Linked DNA regions of Mus musculus: regions 1 and 2 are each linked to region 3. Evidence: chromatin contacts called from public Hi-C data. All regions are on one chromosome and are shown on one strand. The core of a region is the stretch at or near the end of the contact, and the rest is flanking DNA. Distances in the headings are between cores, read along the strand shown. Region 1 overlaps Mamdc2 (MAM domain containing 2). Region 2 overlaps Mamdc2 (MAM domain containing 2). Region 3 holds the start of Klf9 (Kruppel-like factor 9).

Evidence for each region. A called contact is a pair of places that touch in the nucleus more often than the background predicts.
Region 1: a contact with region 3 is called in a Hi-C map of Th1 cells, with 2.8 times the contacts expected there. A contact is called at or near these places in 1 of 39 promoter capture datasets (3T3-L1-derived adipocytes), 10 of 484 Hi-C or Micro-C datasets (CD4 T cells, CD8 T cells, Th1 cells and 5 more), 4 of 130 datasets of targeted methods (the 230-238 cell line, CD8 T cells, effector CD8 T cells and 1 more) and 3 of 9 other capture datasets (adipose tissue, liver and pancreatic islet).
Region 2: a Hi-C map of the N1E-115 cell line shows a contact between it and region 3, with 2.3 times the contacts expected there. A contact is called at or near these places in 1 of 39 promoter capture datasets (hippocampal neurons), 4 of 484 Hi-C or Micro-C datasets (the N1E-115 cell line, Th1 cells, muscle stem cells and 1 more) and 1 of 130 datasets of targeted methods (CD8 T cells).

The regions. Positions count from the first base shown.
Region 1 is chr19:23,322,681-23,325,380 of GRCm38.p6, reverse strand. The region is part of intron 11 of Mamdc2 (MAM domain containing 2); the gene reads left to right. Among named protein-coding and RNA genes, the nearest start is that of Gm41821, 24 kb to the right of the region's middle.
Region 2 is chr19:23,373,747-23,376,446 of GRCm38.p6, reverse strand. Mamdc2 (MAM domain containing 2) reads left to right here. Exons shown (of 14, transcript NM_174857.3): 5 at 2,392-2,529. Among named protein-coding and RNA genes, the nearest start is that of Mamdc2, 73 kb to the left of the region's middle.
Region 3 is chr19:23,139,944-23,142,643 of GRCm38.p6, reverse strand. Klf9 (Kruppel-like factor 9) reads right to left here and starts at 1,418. Exons shown (of 2, transcript NM_010638.5): 1 at 385-1,418. The coding sequence starts at 889.

The sequences.
Region 1 (2,700 bases), core at 196-2,695, 180 kb before region 3:
GGACTGGCAGGAACGAACTGGGATAAAATTCAATGTTAACAATTGGAATAAAAAACAGCTCCACCTAAGGTCCACTTAATCTTAGAAGCCAGGGGCGAGGGCTTCGTGCCCTTGCCAAAGTTCCTAAGTATAGTCCACCTTCCCCCTAGGCCATTGTAAATATTTGTGTATGGGTGTAACTCAGCTACCTATAGTTCTAAGTATCTACTCTGGTTCCTCTTTAGGTCACAAACTTCCTTCTTCCTAGATAATGGTAAATTTCAGTGTAGGGCAGTGACTTAGCTATCCATGCCCAAGGTTGGATCAAGGACTGCCTAGAATCTAACTTAGCTATATGTCAAAATATCAATCCTTAGGAGCACTTGTAATAAAGCAATATTAAGGAAGAGCACACAGATCCATTAGCCAACTAAAGCAAGGACATTGGAGCATTCTTTATACAGGATGCCACGATTCCAGGAGGCTAAGTTTCCATGAACTTTTCGCCTCGGGACAGCGCCCAGGTTTGCGGGGCCTGTCGCACTTGTCACTACTGGAATGGATGTAGTACCTTATATGGAGGGCGTGTACTTGAAGCTATGAGTCCCCACAGCAGGAATGGAGGACAGAGTCATACAACAAGAATAGTATTATCAGTCCACACAACAAAGAAGCATCCTTGACTTGGCCACTGCTATGTCTAACTGATTGAGTTAATGAAAATATCTAATAAATGTGTTGAATTATCTCTCCCAACCATTAAATAGAGTAAAAGAAGAAATCCTTTTTCATACACTCCCACCCTCACTGGCTTAGATATGTGCCGTTTCACAGTGACTCCCCATTCCTACCTCATTCCCATAGGTGCAGAGAAATTCTGCAGGGGTTTAAACTAGGAGTGACTGAAGACCCCTCTATACTGAAAACCAAAGGCCTTCAGTATCTGCCTTGGATACAAGATAAGGTGCCTCTGAATCAGGTCTCTCTTTTCACTTTCCTTGCTTAAAACCTTCAGTTTATAGCTGGCAGAACTCAAACAAGGGAGGCAAAAAGAAACGCGGGGGGTGGGGGGGGGCGTGCAAACCTGTTTTATAGACAGCTGCACTAGCTAGTCAGTCAATACGTGTCCAATAAATGAAAAGAAAAGCTCAGGAAAGCCACACTATAAATATGTCAAGCTGCTGTGTGACTGTCAGAATCAATACATCATCTCAGGTTAAATAAAGACGAGCCCTGTGAATGGAGCTCTTCGATTTGCTGCCAAATGGATCAGATAATGCCGATTTCCCAGGAATGGAGTGTCTGGGAGGTAGCCCACCTGCTCTGACTCAGTGTCTGCTCCCATCCTGCTCCCCACATGTGCCTTAGTAGGAAAGGTGAAGATGAAGAGGCTGAGTAAAAACATCACTGCTCTTAGCAAGAACCAAGCACTTCCCCTGAACAAGCACTCTTAGGCTGCTGGTTAGCTGCTGGTTAGGAGGTGCTGGTTAGCTGTCAGATGCTGATTAAAGTTAGCTTTGATCATGGTTTCTGCTGGTGTTCTTATTGCTTTTGCGGTGGTCTTTGTTCCTTTTGCAGTGGTCCTTGTTCTGCTTCTCTGAAACCCTTCCCGCCACCTGCTTGCTTTTTAATAGACTCAAGTTCATTGATGAAATTTGCCATTAGCTTATCCATTTTCTTGAATAGATCCACGTATTTATATACTCATATAAACATATGCGTGTGTTTTGTAGTGCTGGAGGTTGAACCCAGAGCCCTGCACATAGCAGGCAAGAGTGGCATTATTAAACTATACCCTAACCCCTCAAACTTGTTATTATACACTCAAACCATTAAACAATAATGTCTTATGTGGGAACTCCACGTATGGGCTACCCATCTCCCACAAGTGGGGTTTGTCTACACACACACACACACCTCAAAAATCTATGATAAATTTGACTTCTTGAATTATCATCAATGAAATCTCACAGAGCACTTCTGTGGTGGTGTTTTCCTGTCAGAGGATAAGAACTGAGGCAGTATGACTTAGGGGTGAGTCTCTGCTTCCTGGGTACACATCCGGTTCTGCCTCACTCACCTGGAGAGTGGTTTCCAACAGCGGCCTCCTGGGTCTATTGACGAACTGTTCTCTCTACTCTGTACTAAATTTAAACATTGCCTCTAGCTGGTGAGAAGGCAGGAAATGACACCTTATTTTGTGTTTAACTTCCTGTCTCTTGGTCTCTTCAAGTTAAGAAGTTGACAAAAACCCCAAATGAAGAGTGCCAAGTAATATGTTCTCTTTTCTGTCCCTTTTTCCTCATAAAATGTGGCCCTCCGACTTTGAACACTGGTTACTCTCTGCTCACATCAGTGAGTTTGTTGGTGTCTCTGAGTGATGCCTAAAGAGGGAGGTAACTCGGGACATCTTGAGCTCATTTTGTGGACCTTCCGTTTCCTCTGGAACCCGTTGGTTCCTCGATGCCTTGCAGCTTAGACCGTTCTCTGAATGCTCTGACCAAGATGCCTCCCTGTTAGGTCAGGGTTGATCAAGACAGTGTGAAAATCAAAGAGGAGAGTGGCCTCTACCAAAACAATAAAGGGTGGCAGAAGTGAGGACTGTGCACAAAGAAGCAAGGGGCTAGGAGATTTTATAGGGCAGAAGAAGGAACTTTTCCAGTGGAGGATCCCATCTGTAGATCTGTTTCCCCTGAAGTCTCGAACTGTAAATGCAAACAG
Region 2 (2,700 bases), core at 92-2,591, 230 kb before region 3:
AGATGATGGCAGTGGTGTCCATGAACTGGAAACAAGGAAATACAGATACATAGGACCTAGGAAAATCCCAGAAGAAACACGGATTTGTAGGGATTATAGAATGAGGACCTTAAACTGGGGGGTTGGGATCAGAGAGTAGAAAAGAAAAAAAAAAATCAGTAGATCTGAGAGACACCTCAGCATTGACAATATTTAGACTGGAGACTCAGCTGAAGTCAGTGAAGGGTTAATGCTGCTCCTGAACAAGGAGCCTACATGAATGCCCTGTGCTCTGGCTTCTATGTTTGGTCTTTCACTGATACCTCTAATGCAACGAAGAAAAAGAGACTAAAAAAAAAAAAAAGTACTTTATGTAGATGCAGAGAACTTCCATTCAGTCTCCTCCTTTGAGTAGTCTGGGTGCTGCCATTCCACACACAGAAGCAGTCAGACACATTTGGGGAGCTCCGCTGGATCAGTCCCTGACTGCATGTGCACGTGGGCACGTGCATGTATACACACACACACACACACACACACACACACTTGTCCTCATCGCCAGTAAAAAAAGAAAGAAAGAAAGAAAGAAAGAAAGAGAGAGAGAGAGAGAGAGGGAGGGAGGGAGGGAGGGAGGGAGGGAGGGAGGGAGGGAGGGAGAGAGAGAGAGAGAGAGAGAGAGAGAGAGAGAGAGAGAGAGAGAGAAAGAAAGAAAGAAAGAAAGAAAGAAAGAAAGACAGAAGCTGGTTCCCGTGATGGCTGAGAAGTAGAGTTAAGGGTGGTTGACAAAGTACTGGCACTGAAGTAACGTTCAGTTCTTGCCCCCAGATGATACGGTGGCTTCTGGTTTGGTTACAACAAAAAGGATGCCACACTGTCACCCTTCCTAGCTCTGTGTTCTCCTCTTCTCTTGGTTCCCCTTCAGTGCAATTGGATTCATAACACTGTCTATCTGGAGCGATGCTGGGGATTAAGTGAGTTCATAGAAGAAGCTTAGGCTGCTGCCTGGCACACTAAGGAGGATTTTGCTTTTTATTCCACTCCATGACAGCCCTTGGCACTACATGTTGAGCATCAGTTGGCAGATACTGCCGTGGTAATTTGAAAAAAAAAAAAGAAATTTTAAAATTTGTCAGTGCACGCTGACAACTGTCCCAGCTAGGATTCTGGTGGGAACGGGGTGGCTCTGTGGGGTGTGGGAGTGGAGGTGGGGATCCGCCTCTGTAATTTGAAGAAAGCCCATTGACATCAACCAGACCACAAAGCCTTGCAAAGTAAAAATGCCAACAGGTGCTGGCACAGTGACCAGAATTAGAGCCAGCTATGACTCATAACCTGCCATCTGGCTAGCCAAGGATGGTCAAGGCCATATTTGACCCTTCGCTTCCTAGCCAGGACAGGAAGAGGAATTACTAGCAAGTGGAAAGGGTGGTTGTATGGTCAAGACTTCTGGTTAGGCTGTTCCTTCTATAAAGGGCCATAGCTCACCATGGTAGTCTGGCAGTGATGGAGATGGGTTCTAAGCCTGATATCAACCTCTTTCCCCTCCCTTGGTGGAACCCAACAAGGGGGATGGAGCAGTAGAGAAGAATAGGACGGGAATCATCCTTTGTTTGATAATTGCAGGATTATGGGGTCAGCGGCTGAGTTATGTTTATAAATTCCCTGCTAAAAGAGTTTGTTGATGAGAAGCAATGTACAGAAGCAACACGACACCATTCCCAAGCACAGAGATTTTACTTCAGTCTTCCTCATCTCTAGGCAGGAGTTGCAGAAAGGCCCTGGTCCCAGTGTGCTCCTCTCCCACATACTCTCACTCGACTCTTACTCATCAGACAAGTGGGGGGGGGGGGTTTCAGCATCTTGGAAACGTGCCTCTGAGTTCTGGAAGTCTTGTTCGCCACAGAGAGATGGAGGGCTGGGCCATCAGGGAACAGAAAGGGTGGTGGAGAAAATGTCTAGAGCTGAGGAATAACTCTAAAATAGTACAGTAAAATAGACACATTAGAGCTGTGAACACAGGTCACTGGTAAAGTGCATGATGAACACATACAAGACCTTGGATGTAGCCCCGGGACCAAAACTTTGACCAATTGATTAATTTAGTAGGCTGACAAAAACTCATCAGCTAATATCAAGCATGGACATACTGAGAGCTGTACATGGCTAATAGGAGAACAACAAGCCACATGGCTAATAGGAGAAAGGGCTCAGAGAGGCAATGATGAATCAGAACATCGACTCATTACTGGATCTCTCTCCTTGCCCGATATTGTTCTGAATTTCTGGTCGATGGTTGAGAAAAAGAGCCCTTAGAATGACTAAGGTCAGAGTATGCAGTCAGTATGGGTGTCCCCCCCCCCCCCCGGTGTAACTGCAGCTCCATGAAATGTCTGTTTACGTCTCTTCCTCCAGAATGTGACTTTGAAGAAAACCATCTCTGTGGCTTTGTGAACCGCTGGAATCCCAATGTGAACTGGTTCGTGGGAGGAGGAACTGCGAAGAACACCCACTCCATCCTCCCACAGGATCACACCTTCAGGAGTGAGCACGGTGAGCCGACCACAAATGCAGTCTTCTTTCCAGGGTGAACGTTGCCTTCAACTCCCACTGCCTGGCTTTGGTCGACAGAATAAGGGGTGGGGACACAATGGAAGACCAGGTGGAAGAGGCAGGAGAGAGGGACAATCTATGAGACAGAAAACTGCAGACATAAGCTTGTAT
Region 3 (2,700 bases), core at 169-2,668:
GACCCCTCCGTTGCAACCCCACCAGGGAATGGGATAAAAGCTGCGCCATTTGACTACCCTACCCCCCAGCGTCTCCCCAGGTGGGGCGACCCCGCAGCGGCGGGGTACGGAGTCCCGGGGGCGGGGCGGGTAAGGGAGGGGCGGGCCGGCTCCAGGCCGAGCCACGCAAGCCACTTGCTCAGAGCGGCGGTTGGGGGGGTGGGGGTGGGTTCGGGTGGCTCCTAAAGGTTGGAGCCAAGTAAGGAGAGAGTGCAGGAGTTAAGCAGCATCTTCTCCAAAATGTTTGCAGCCTCTAGGCCGAGTGCGGTGTCCTGGGCGCCCAGGAATGCTGGCCGGCCAAAGGTTAGCTAAAGCCCGAAGCGGGGGAGAGGCGACGCCGCTAACCTGTATGCACTCTGTAATGGGCTTTAAGATGGGAGGATTTTCCATAGACTTTCCCACAGCCACTGTAGGGGCACTTGTGCCTCTTTTCGGAGGCGTGTTTCCCCTTCGAAGCCACTCCAGAGTGGAGGAGGGAGAGTGGGCTGGGCGCGCTGCCAGAATCCTGTCTCTCCTCCGGGCTGTGGGAAGGACTCGACCCAGATTCGGTGGTCACGTCGCTGTCGGATCCTATATCCTCATCGGGACTCTCCAGACTGTCGCTGCACACCGAGGGGGTCTGGATGGGTCGGTATTTGTTGAGGTCCAACAAGCTCTTGGCGATAGTGACCAGCGTGCAATAATCCTTCCAGGTGTCCCCCGGGTCACCGTGTTCCTTGGTCACCTCGCGCTCAGGTAGTCGCAGCCGCTCGGCTTCCGGAGCGCCCCCGTGCTCCGGCACGGCGGCGCGGTTGGAGATGGAAACCAGACACTGGGCAGCCACGAAGTCCATGTAGGCGGCCGCGGACATGGTGCGGGCGACGGCAGCCCGGGCGGTGCGGCCAAACTTGAAGGTGGCTGCGGAGCTTCGGCTAGCCCTGCCCTGGCCTCGGACGACGAGCGCGGTGCGGCGCGGCCGAGGGGGCGGGGGCGCGGGAGCTTGCGACTCGCGGGAGCGCCGAGGCGACCTCAGCCCCTCATCTTTACGTAACCGGCAGCGCCTCCGCACGCAGCAGCCGCGGCCGGCTCCGCCGCTGTCGCCGCCGCCCTGCCCGGCGCCCCGCGCGATCCCACGATGGGCGCGCCCTCCTCGGAGAGATGCCACACGTGGCGGTCGCAAGTTTATTCGACTGCAAACGTGTCGGAGTCCCAGAGAAAGCCAACTGCGAGCCAGGCGCACGTCCTCGACCGCCTCTCCGCCGAGCTGACGCCCCGGGGCATCAGCCGAGTACGCGGACGAGGGGGGCCGGGGCTGAGTGGGGCTCCGCGCCTACGAGACACTTCTTCCCGCGTCCGCCGACGGCCGCTGAGCCCCTGGTCCTGCCGCGCCGCGCCTCTCCGGCATTCTCCAGCTCAGTAACAATTTCGCAGAATCCCATCACGTCACAATCCAGGCCCCCTCCAATTGGCCAGTGGGGAGGGTGATTCAACTCTGTTTACTTTCTCCCCCTGCCAGTCAGAAGGGCCCTTCGGTGGAGAGGTGCGTCTAGAACTACGGCGCGCGGCCAATCCGACCGTTCCGTTCCGCCGCCGCGTGCTGCCCCTCCAGCCCCGAACGCTGACATTTAAAAGGGAAACTGCTCGGAGCCCGGCAACCAGCGGCTGCGCATCCCCGCAGATGCCGCCCAGACCGCGCGCGCGCCTACGCCTCCCGGCCCACGTGCCAGCTGGCGTGGCTTGGGAACGCTTCTCCCCTAGGCAGTTACGCCCATCCCTAGGGACGAAACAGAACTTCAACTTCGGGTTCCCAGCCCTCAAACAGTTAAGTGACTTCCTGCAAACGCTACAGTCCCAGCAACCAGGCTTCCAATCAAAAGTAAGTTGGTTGATGTCACTGGCATTGGCTCAGCCAATCAGAAGGGCGTTCCAAAAGGAAGCGCCCGACACTTGTAAACCTGCGGAGCAGAAGTGAATCGGACAGATCTTTTCATATTTGTGTTGCTGGTGCTAACTCTAAAATATAGATGGAAGGACGGGGTGCTTAATAAACTAAGTGTGAGTCAAATTTTAAACCCTCGATATGGCAGGCCACGTTGTCCAAGGACAGACTCGGATGAGACAGCATCAATTCGTTCTTGTTTGGAATGCAGCACTTAGATGTTTAAAAGTTCTTTCACCCCACACATTAACCAAGAGAAATTCATCTAAAATTTTTCACAGCTAACAAAAGATCCGGTTCCGTATTAAATGGTTCTTACACAAAAGCACCGCCATCTTGGCATTTTGCTAAACCTCCTACTTCCTTGGGCGCCTTTGACTCTAAATTCGCTCTGTCTTGAAGCTATCTTAACCCATAAACTGAGACCAATAAGACATTGCATTTGCATAACTTGAAAAAATCCTTTTCTTTGTAGGGACTCCTCCCTGTTCCTGCTGGGCAAGCCTTTCCTTCCTCTTGCTTCACAATTGTAGAGAACAAGACTGGTCTACCTTATCAGGTAGACGACCGCAGAACTCAAAAAAAAAAAAAAAAAAAAAAAAAAAAAGCACAGGGTTCCCGATTCCTGACTCTGCTTTAGAGGAGCCACCCCTGTGAAATATTAACTGTGTTAAATAGTCCTGAGAACTGGAATCATCCAGAGAGCCTTAACAACTGAATCTTGTGGCTTTACTTGGTCAACA